2 separate regions of the Rattus norvegicus genome follow, and region 1 is linked to region 2. A link is a contact called in public Hi-C data. All regions are on one chromosome and are shown on one strand. The core of a region is the stretch at or near the end of the contact, and the rest is flanking DNA. Distances in the headings are between cores, read along the strand shown. Region 1 holds the start of Dpf3 (double PHD fingers 3). Region 2 overlaps Dpf3 (double PHD fingers 3).

The links. Hi-C and Micro-C count contacts between places; a contact is called where the count stands out from the background.
Region 1: a contact with region 2 is called in a Hi-C map of psoas muscle, with 2.1 times the contacts expected there. The contact joins the promoter of Dpf3 here to the enhancer-like site in region 2. A contact is called at or near these places in 9 of 12 Hi-C or Micro-C datasets (the A7r5 cell line, the Rat2 cell line, frontal cortex and 4 more) and 1 of 1 datasets of contacts at active chromatin or transcription factors (oligodendrocytes).

The regions. Positions count from the first base shown.
Region 1 is chr6:108,854,907-108,860,794 of GRCr8, reverse strand. Dpf3 (double PHD fingers 3) reads left to right here and starts at 4,170. Exons shown (of 9, transcript NM_001191818.1): 1 at 4,170-4,223. The coding sequence starts at 4,192.
Region 2 is chr6:108,715,406-108,720,613 of GRCr8, reverse strand. Dpf3 (double PHD fingers 3) reads left to right here. Exons shown (of 9, transcript NM_001191818.1): 3 at 2,701-2,808. Among named protein-coding and RNA genes, the nearest start is that of Dpf3, 140 kb to the left of the region's middle. Within about 2 kb of position 2,648, at least 1 of the 93 cell types and tissues checked has an H3K27ac peak or open chromatin away from gene starts, as enhancers often do.

The DNA.
Region 1 (5,888 bases), core at 2,921-5,420, 140 kb before region 2:
AGAGCCCTTGAGGGACTGTGTTCATTTTGGATTATTTTGTCTTCGTTAAGGTGTGGTACGCAGGGTTGAATGTAGGGCCTTGCCAATGCTCCTTACTTAGCTATTATACTGTAGCACTTGGCTATTTCCCTAACCCTACTTTTAATTTTCCAAGGATTTATTTATTTTTATTTTATGCGTATGGGAGTTTTGTTTGCATTTGCTTCTCTATATCATGTGCAGTACTCACCAAGGCCAGAAGAGGGCATAAGATCCCTAGGAACTATAGTTACAGAATGTTGTAAGATTCCATGTGGGTGCTTGAAATGGAGCCAGGTCCTCTGCGAGACCAGTGCTTTTAATGGCTGAGGCTTCTCTCCAGCTTCTCCTCTTCCACTTTTCATTTTGAGACAGGGCCTCACCGGGTTTTCCAGGCTGGCCTTGAACTCCATCTGTAACCTAGGTAGGGCTGAACTTGCTCTTCCTCCCTGAGCCTACAGGATAGGTGGAGTTGTAAGTTTGCACCATCAGGCCTGGCTCACACTCTTTCAAACGGATCCTTTGGCTGTTTTTTTGGGGGGACCCTTGTCTCCTCTCATATGTAGGTGTGTTGCAAAGGCGGTATTCCCACCAGAGCGTATCTGCATGCTTTGCCTTTGCCTGCAGATGTTTTGTTTTTGATGATGTATGTATGTATTTATTTATTTATATTTTATGTACAATGGTGTCCTTCCTGCTTGTATGTATATGTGAGGGTGTCAGATTCCCTGGTACTGGAGTTACAAGATAATTGTAAGCTGCCATGTGGTGCTGGGAACTGAATCTGGGTCCTTCATCCCTGAGCCATCTCTCCAGTCTCTAATTTTTTTCATGAGTAAACAGAGATGGGTGCCCTTGTGACCTAGGTTCTTGGTCGCTTGGTGTGTTCTTCAGCTGTGTCTAAGAGGTTTGCCCCACTGACATCAATGGAGAAGTTGGAGAAAACTATGACAAGGGAAATGAAGGTAGTTGAGAATAGACCCTACCTCTCTTTCTGGTGTATAAAGCTATCCAATAAAATATAACCTGGGCTGCATGTGTGACTTGAAATTTCCTACTAATCACATTTTTTAAAAGGTAAAAAGAAATTGTGAGGATAGTTTTACAAACATTTTATTTAATCTAGGAAACCCCAAACATAATTTCTACACGTGATCAATATAAAATAATTCGGTTATTTGGAGGGAAGTTTAATACCAATCGGTTAGTGTAAGGTTGGGCATGCCTTTAATTCCAGCATTCATGAGGCACCCAGGGCTACAACATGAAACTCTATCTTTCAAAAAAAATGATATGTTAATATAGGCATGAGGATTAGGAGGAAGAGAGACATTCAGAAAGAGGGAGGAGGGGTTTGAGAGCAAGGGTAGGTGTGGCCTTCCCTAAGAGAATCCACTCATAGCTAATTTGCATTCCTATTTTGGCGCTAAGCCTATGAAGTCGTGTGTATATTTGACACATCTCAGAATTACCACTTATCAAATGCTCAGTAGTCACCTGGGCTCAGGAAGCTCTGGTTTGACAGCAAAGCTCACTGCTACCTAGGGGAGGGGGAGAAGTGATCATTCTGGCTCCCTTCTGCATTCCAAATAGCTTGCCCAGCCACCTAGATCAAGGCAGGCAAGATGGGGTTTGTACTCACAGGCGAGCCAACAGAGCTTTAGAAATGGGATTTTGTTCCCCTCCCTCCCCTCCATCCCTCCTCCCTCCTCCCTCTCCTCCTCCCTCCTTCTCCCTCTTCCCCCTCCTCTTTATCGCTATTCTTTTCCTTTTCCCCTTGGGCTGTCAGGGACTAACCCCTAAGACAGATATGTATTTGGCAGGCTCTGAGGTCCTGAGTTAGCCCCCTGACTTGTGATGAATTTAATTTTATGTGTAGGAGCGTTTTGCTTACAAGTCTATCTGTGCACCATGTGCATGTCTTGTGCGTACTTCGTCCAGGAGAGGGCATCAGATCCCCCCTGGAACTCCTGTTAGAAGGCTGTGGGTCACCATGCCCGTGCTGGGGGTTGCCCTAGGTCCACATGAGCAGCAATGTGTGCTCTTAAGCACCAAACCATCTCTCCAGACCCTGAAGTGTGATTTTTTTTTAAAAAGTGTTTTGATATCACAACCAATAAGAAGGGTTTTAGGTTTATGGAGTTAAATTGGGGAAACATTGCTATCAACATTGTTCATTTGCTCTAATCAATGAGTTTAGAAATAGAGAATTATTTCTGCTGTCTGTTGTCATCTTCTCGGGATTCCTATGTTCTTTATGTCACCAGCTGGCAAATGGTGGCAGACAGATGGATTTCAGAGTCTATATTACTATTGCACAGCACTGGTGAAGCCCAGACTTTAATTCTGGTCAAGGTTTCTGTCTCCTTCAAGCATGTTTACTCTAAATCCCTTGCTTTTGAAGATTTCGGCCCAAATCTGTGTCCTTTTAATCTATGATACAAACCCCAAAGTTAATAACAATATCTCTTTATTTCTCAGAAGTGATAAAAGTGACTACCAAGTCAGAATTGTACTGACAGTTAAAATGACTTTCCATGAAGTCGAAAAACCAAGGCAATACTATTTTGGGGGAGGGGTGATAAGATTGGGTTTCCATATTTGGGGGTGTGTGTGAGACTGGGTTTCCATATGTAGTCCAGGCTGGTTTTGAACTTTAAGGGAGCACTATCACACCTGGTTCTCTTTACAGTGCATCAAAAACAGCTTCCTAATCGTGAGACTCTGTAATGAGAAGAGAGGGTGGGGGAGAACATCACCCTACTAGGCAAACAAAGAGTTAAATATTTCCAGTCTGCACACACGGACTCACTCAGCTTTGCTGGGCTTATCTGTAACTCTAATAGTGAATGGAGTTGGAATCTGAAAGTTCCGAACTGCTTTGTGATTGTATTTTACTTTATTCATGGAGAGTCGTAAAAGGCGAGAGCAGGTGGAATTGTGAACTGCAATTCAGCATCTCTCGGTTTCCTTTTCACTCTCCAGCTCTCTGCTATTTGACCTGATTAAACAGCCAGGGGATAGCCAGACTTCTATATGCTAACGATAGAGTCTCTGGACTCTATGTGATTTCGTGCGTTTTCGCCCAGTCTGAGTCTCCCTGTGCTCCGTGGAAGCCTGAGTTCGCAGAAGTCTTAGTTTCTTCAGGGGTTCACCAGACTCTAAGCAGCCGAAGACTGGGGAAGCCTCCAGTCACGTCTGAACATTCACTTGCAGATTCTTTTCACCTCCTATCTTAGTCCAGAAAGGTGACGCCTGGATTCGCAGAGCCATTCCCGGAGGGGACTCTAGCAACACCTACAATTGTCAGGCTCTAACAATTTCTGCCTAGTTACTGGCTTCCCTAGCTGCGTTTCCTAAAGTTGCCTCAAATCTTCCCCAGCCTTCTGCCTAAAAGGTGCCAGGTCTCACTTCGTTCCCAAGCTGGTCGTGTCAGATCTTCGAAATCGTCGACAGTGGAGAACGGTGGTCGTAGGGGACCGTGCAGAGTGACCACCTGTGAATTACGTAACAAAAAACCATGGCTGAGACATTCCAGGGGGAAGGGAGTTGCTGCCCTGGACTCTCCCGTTCTCAGAAACCGACCGAGGAAGGTGGGTGAGATAAAGAAAACACTTCGGGAACAAGAAAATTGAACAGCGGCAGAACCCAGAGCATTTTTAGCAAAGAGTGGAGCACAGTAGTAATTTCTTGGAGGAAACTGCAGCCTTCCAACTTTTTGCACTTGTAACACAGTGGTGTACCCGAGACTCGGGGGTTAAAACCGTGATATACAAAGCCCAAAGCTAATGAATGGGATTCAGCATTTTTGTTGGCATTATGTAAATATTCTTGTCCAGGAGCGCAAACTCTGCGGTTATTTAGTAAAGTAGGGACTCAAACTAAGCGAGATTGCTCTCCCATGTATCTCCACTAGTCCCTATTTGAAAGGGCGCTACTAACACGGTACTGCCCCTTTAAGACCTGCTCGCTCTCGGGCTCTACAAAAGGGAGTGACCTCTGGGCTTTGACAGCTCCCCTAATAACTACCACCACGCAGGCTCCGCCCACTTGGCGACCAGCCGCGCCGATTGGCCGGCAGACCGGTATCCCGTGCTCTGATTGGCCTGCCGCTTCCCCTGAGCGAACCTTTAGAACTCTGAGACAGACAATATTCTGTTACATTGTAGCAAAATGGCGACTGTCATTCACAACCCCCTGAAAGCGTAAGTAAGACTAAAAAATGTACATATTCCGCGTGGTTTCAATATGAAAAAAAGGCGCCTTGCGGAGCGCAGCCGGCGCTCGGCTCTCGCAGACGCCTCCCGCTGCGCCCGGGCTCCTCTTTTCTTCCTGCTCTTACTTCTTCATCTTTTTTCCTCCCAGCGCGCAGAAATGTCAGGAGATGCAATTAACAAAAAGAAAATTGTTAAATTTGTGTTCTGCTTAATTGGCTGACCCGGACCGGGAGGGAGCACAGAGCGCCGGCGCCGGCTCCGGAGCTGCGGGGGTCGTGTGCAGCTCGGGTCTTCACGGTCCCCGGAGTCCCCTGCCTCTCCCGGCGCCGCGCGGGGCTGGCTGAGTCCGGCCGGAGCGCGGGGCAGGGGCCGCGTCCTGCGCTCTGCTATGCCCTGCGCTCCAAGCCGGAGCTTCCCCGGCCCCGCTGCTTGTCCACCGGGGCGGGCAGACCGACCGCAGCGGCTGCGGAGTTTTGCAGGGCGTTCGCTCTGCCTTCCGAGCTCTCCCAGGGAGTTTGTGTAAACCTTCCGGAGTTGGGAGGACGGCGCGCGGAGCGGCGGGTCCCGGGAGTCCTGGGGCCCAGGTGCTTGCCCCGGGCTTTTCCACTCCGGCAGCCGGGGATCAGGCGGGCGCTCCGGGCGGTCGCCGGTGTGTCTGTGTATTTGTAGGCTAACTGGCTCTAGTAAATTAACGATCTGGGTTAACTTGAGGTTGATATGGAGACGGGGAAACTGCAGGTCTTATTAATGGTGTGCTCGCCTGCTCTGGGTGAAAAGCTGAGGCGGCGGAGGCGGCGGTGTAGGGCTCTGGCGACAGCGAGGGGCAGGTGCCTCCCGGAGACTTTGAGCGGACAGAGGGGGGCGGGCTGCGCAAGGACTCGCGGGGGCCGGTTCCGATCGGAGCTGCCTGCCTGCCCGTCTTCCTTCCTTCCTTCCTTCCTTCCTTCCTTCCTTCCTTCCTTCCTTCCTTCCTTCCTTCCTTCCAGTCGGTGGACTGAATATGAAGCCGCCAAGTCTGCGGGTGATCGTGGAGCTGGGGGTGGCCTGGGAAAACTAGTGTGGCTCTCAAGGGGCGCTATTGGCAGGGATGTTGGCAGAGGGTGGATCCTTGGGAATCGCGGCGCGGCGTGGGCACCGGGTGGGTGCCGAGTGTACTAGGACTTCACGCCCTGATGAAAGCCTCTGGGAATCGGAGGGTGCGCGTGGGTGTTTAGTACCAATTCTTCCCGGTCTGTGTCAGTGGTCGATCTTGGCTTTTAACTGCGCGCTACAGCGTCCTAAGCCCTGGCTCCGGGAGTCGAAAACACCGTTCGCTTTGGGGAGCAGCAGGGCGGCGGCGAGTGTGTGTGTGTGTGTGTGTGTGTGTGTGTGTGTGTGTGTGTGTGTGTGTGATTCCTAGTGCCAAGAAACGCGTAGGGAGAACCCGCTGCGTTTGCACCAGCCAACAACCAGGAATAGGGCAGGGATGTCCCAGATCTCGGAGTTTCCACGAGATACTGCGGTAAAGACAGGGGCTGAGCTTGATGCGAGTTCCTGGCTCCGGTTCCCGCTCGGAAGCTCAGCTACTTTGCACTCGCGACAGCGTTTAACCTGAGAGGGGAAAAAAATGTTTTATGGCAGAATAAATGGGCGTAACTTCGCCGCGTCCTCGCC
Region 2 (5,208 bases), core at 1,399-3,898:
TGTGGTTCTGGGAACTGAACTAGGGTGCTGTATGTGCTAGGTAAAGTCTCTATCACTCAGCCATATCCCAGCCCTTCTTGAATGGTTTGTGTCTGGGTGACTGAATATCCTGGAGCCAGAACCATCAGGGCCAGTGGTTATTTCCTTCTTGTATTTCTGAGGCTTGTTTAATTCCGGTTGAGTTTATATGATTATTTCTAGATGTGCTTTGCCAAGTATGGCATGCTAGGTACAGAGGACACTAGCGGGGGTGTGATTCCTGCCACCCTGGCTCTTTCAAAACCAGTGGGGGAGACACTAATATGCAGGCAACTGATTAAATTACCTTGGGGGAAATACAAGGAATTAGGATCCTTCAGGGAAGGCCATTAAACCAGTCTTAGGACATCAGAGAACACAGGCAAGCACCTAGTAGATGCTATTCAGGCCTCCAGAGGGTCACAGTAAGCATTAAAACAATCTATAAAGTTCCTAAAAGAACAGTTGTTCCATTTTCTCAAAGGCCTGCTCCCTTCAGATCAGAGGTCTGGTATGAATTTTGGGCTCTGGAAATTCTGTGTTTTCCAGGAGTTTGCGGTTTCAGCTGATTACAGAGTCACTAGCCCATCATGAGTGGTGACCACTGGGGCTTGTTTTGTGATACAGAGGAGTGGGCCAGTCCCTGGATCCTTGCTACAATCCCGGGGGACCTTCCCCAGAAGTTGCTTGAATATAGGAATGACAGGACCAGAGATGACATCTTCCTCAAGTGGGTCACAACAGGAACACGGAGCTATTTCTGGGGACACTTTCTGTCAGGGAGAAGTCACAGCTGTCCCCTTTCTCCCTGGCCAGGGAGCTCTAGGCCACTTACTTGGTTCCTTTAGCCTTCTAGCCACCAGGCGCAGGCTGATCTTTAGGCCTTCCAACTCCAACCTTAATATTTCCTGAGAATCAATGGGTTGGCGATGCAAATCTCCAGTCTATTACCATCCTGTAAGCCATGGGAGGGAGCAGCTGCATCACTAAAGTGGTACCTAGCATGCGAATCTACGGGAGAAGTCTGGGTTCTTTACTATCGGTATGGCTGCCTCTGCTTTGGACCTTACACAGCAAATGAGTAAAGATGATAAGTGAGTCTGTGGAAACTGTTCTCCCACTTTTATTCTGTGGTGCTGGTGGTAGTGTGTGTGTGTGTGTGTGTGTGTGTGTGTGTGTGTGTGTTTATATGTATGCATGTGTATGTGTACAGGTGTGATTACTCATGCATACATGTAGAAGTCAGAGATTGACTTACGGTATTTTTCTCATCCCTCTTCATCTTGTTTTTTTGAGACAGACCTGCTCAATGAACCTAGAACTTGATGTTTGGGCTGCACTGGCTGGCAGCAAGCCCCTGGGATTCACTTCTCCCCCTTAGCACTTGGAATTAGAGACATGTGCCTTCTAGTGCTGGGAATTGAGCTCAGGTCCTCATACTAGTGTAGCAAGTGTCCTACCCACTGAGCCACCTTCTTCCCCTCCCCGTGTGTGTGTGTGTGTGTGTGTGTGTGTGTGTGTGTGTGATATTTTATGTGCACATGTGTGTGCAGGGTGCTTTGCATAGAAATTGAGCTGGTGGTGTTAGAAGCCACAAGTAGATAGGAACTGCTTTAGGGAGACAGCGCTTGCTAACATCCCAAGGACTTCTAAACTAAAGTTCATCCTACGGACTTCTGGATTTCTTGTGTGAGGCCTGGCATGTGGGCCAGGAGCACAGAGCAGCAAGTGGGTGTCCAGGGCAGGCCGTGCATCTGCCAGTTGGCCCAGGTTGTCTGCTGGCCTCTGTGAATGGATGCTATAAGAAGATCGGATCATTTGATGCTGTGTCTCTGAAATGCTTTTAGCTGAGGCTATCTCTCAAGTAGGCTCACTGACTTCTGCTGTTCCTCTTTGAAGGGAGCCTGCTTAATCTGGCCCTGGACAGAGGGACAGTCACTGCAGGGTCCCTGCCTTACAAACCTGGTGGTAAGGTGGACTCTGGATGAGCCCATCTTGGGTCCTCAGGTCCTCAGGCCTCTGCAGACCAGATCGCATGTTTTGGCTCAGGTTGGTTGTTGTAGGGGCGTTTATTGTAAGTTGCATCCCTGTTTCCAGAAATAACGACTCCCAAAGCTTTATTATATAAATAAATGTTGAGGCAAATAGCTTTGGCTCGTTCTCCAACCAGCTCATATCTCAATATCCCATTCATTCTAATTTAAGTCCCGCCACGTGGTTGGTTACCTCTGCTCGGCTTCCATGAGTCTGGCCTCCGCCTTGTGCCAGGGCAAATCCTCCTGGGCTTGGGCCTATCCCAGAATTCCTTCTGCCTACCAGATGTCCCACCTTCTATTCTACCCTTTTGTATAGGCCATAGGTTTTTTTAATTTTTATTTTAATTAATTAATTTATTTTTATTGATGGGTGATGTATCCATATAGTACACAAGATTTTCTCTCTAGGCGGCTGTTCTGTCTGGCAATGGGCCTGCTGAAAAGTGTGATGGTGTAGACACTAGAGGTCACAATAAACATGCCTTGGCTCTGCCGTGGTCCTGTGACCCAGCGGGGGGGACATTAGCAAGCTCCTTCACCTCTCTGTGCTCTGGCTGTCGCTCACTGTGGATGACAAAGTTGGCAGAGGAAGCTGTGATGTCCGTTCTGGTCTGTAGCCTTTTATCTCTTCATGTGTCATCCACAGGCCTTGCCCCGGGCCAGCTGTATACTTACCCCGCCCGCTGCTGGCGTAAGAAGCGACGATTGCACCCCCCAGAGGACCCAAAGCTGCGACTCCTGGAGATAAAACCGGGTGAGTGCCCTGTGTCTGCAGAGTGAGTTTCTTGGCCCATGGCTGCTGCACCTCCACCCATAGAAGGGTGCTTGTCAAGTATGTGCGAGGTCTTGAGTGCAACCCCTCTACTATGAGAAAAAGTAAAACAAAATAATAAAAGAAGCGAAAACCCCTCAATGGGGTGAGGTTCTGGCTGAAGAACGGTGCCCATGTGGTACACAGAAATGTGCATGTGCTCACTGTGTGTGTAAGTATTTCCTGTTGACGTCCAAACATCTCTGGGCTTTGAGTGTGTGTACCATTGTCACCCTTGAGAAACAAAGCTAGCAGTAGCAAGGGCCAGGCCTCAGTCATCCCCCTCCTTCCCAGAGCCCAATACAAAGTTTGGTTCAGGCCCTCCCTTCCTTGTAGCATCAATAAAGACACCTTGACCCAGGTATGCTTTCTCTAAGAATCAGGGAACTACGTCACACACTCCCATGTGACTCTTTGGAATGAAAAGGCTATCTCTAAAGGCTAAATCTAGGCCTTTCTTTGGGGTTGTGGGAGTCAGGCTGTAAAACGCACCTCCGGGGTGCAGGCTTATTTACCTTGACTCATCTGTAACTTCAGACACTTGGCTGTCTGTCTTCACATCCATTTCTGGGTTGCAAAACAGGACAGAGCCAAGGCAAATGTCATCTCACCTCAGACCCCTGCTCAGTATGTGGGGTCCTTAGTTCTCGTGGAACCCCTTAATGTTCAGATGGTTTCTTCTGTTTTGGACTCCACCCAGTGAATGGGTAAAAATGACAAGTGAAATGTCAAGTGAGTGGCTGGCTTTTTAGCCACAGAACTGTCCTCATCGTGATCAGGGCCGGGGGCCAGCACAGTACTGTCATCCCAGCATGCTCCAGTCCAGGGTTGATGGGAGCTCTTTGGCATTTTTGCTCTGTGCTTGTATTTTCTGTTTGAATGACAGTGTGTGTTTGGCACTTTTCCATGTCTCCTTTGTTCTAGCCACACTTCAGGTACCTAATGTGTGGCTAATGGAGGTGTATCGGTCAGTGTGGTTCTAGGTCCACACAGAAGATTTGACCCCCCAAGCAGCAACAGCAACAGTAATGGTGGCATCTGGACTCAACATGGGCTTGAGTCCAGCTGGGCAATGTAGTAAGTTCTAGGTCAGGCTGGGCTATATGGGACCCTTTCTAAACAAACAAACAAACAAACAAACAAACAAACAAACAAACCAACCCAAACCAGCAACAACAATGAAAAAATGCATTGGCTGCATGGTACACACCTTTAATTTCAGCACTCTGGAGGCAGTCAGGTGGATCTCTGTGAGTTCAAGGCCAACCTGATCCACATAGCAAGTTCTAGGACAGCCAGGGATACACTGTGAAATCCTCTCTAAGAAGTAAAAAAGAAATGAAAGAAAAAGCATAATAGTCCATGGGTGTCAGTAAAATCAAATACTTCTAGCATAAAAGACCTGGAGGCATCACTAACTCTGTTCCCTTCTTTATCACAGCCCAGCCAGGTTAAGGAATTTGTTCAAAATCACACAGGAATTCCTATGGGCCTGGCCTGGAACCCAATCTTTTAAAAAAAGATTTATTTATTTCATGTATGTGGGTACACTGTTGCTGTCTTCAGACACACCAGAAGAGAGCATCAGATGCCCATTACAGATGGTTGTGAGCCACCAAGTGGTTGCTGGGATTTGAACTCAGGACCTCTGGAAGAACAGTCAGTGCTCTTAAGCACTGAGCCATCTCTCCAGCCCGGAACCCAAATTTATTGAGTTCAGGAAGTGTTTGCTGCTACATGTTGCAGATAGGCCTCTTTAGACATTTACTTTATGCTCATAAAATTAATATATGTATTAAATATTCAAATACACCAAGAGATAGTTTCAATTCCTTCAGTTGTAAGTGTTATAAGCTCAGACCTAATTAGCCTATACCAAACATGGGAAATGGAACACAGAAGAGTAAATCCTGGGTGCCCAGAACTGTCGTGGGGCTGGATGTATTGGGGAGTGTGCAACATGCTCTTTTAATGGAGAGGTCCCGGACTCAGCACCTAGCAGAATAGTCCCCTTCCCCAGCTGTGGCAGAGAAGCCCTGGGGAGGACTGAATAGCTGACTGTGTTCATGTCTGCCCCACAAATTCTCGCCATCCAGGGGTCTGAGTCACCAACTTCCTCAGCAGTGGCTTCTGATTAGCATAGTGCTTGGCATAGCCCTTTCCAAAGCTTCCCCACTCAGCAGACACCTGCTCCTACCCGGAGCTGGGGCTTAGGGAGGGCATGGAAGGGAACAGTGCTTTAAGCTTATTTCATAGGTGAGGGCAATCAGCTTGCAGATAGAGTCAAGGGTGCTTTCTGTGGATCAAGTGTCCAAGGAGTCCTGGACCACTGCTCATGGGACT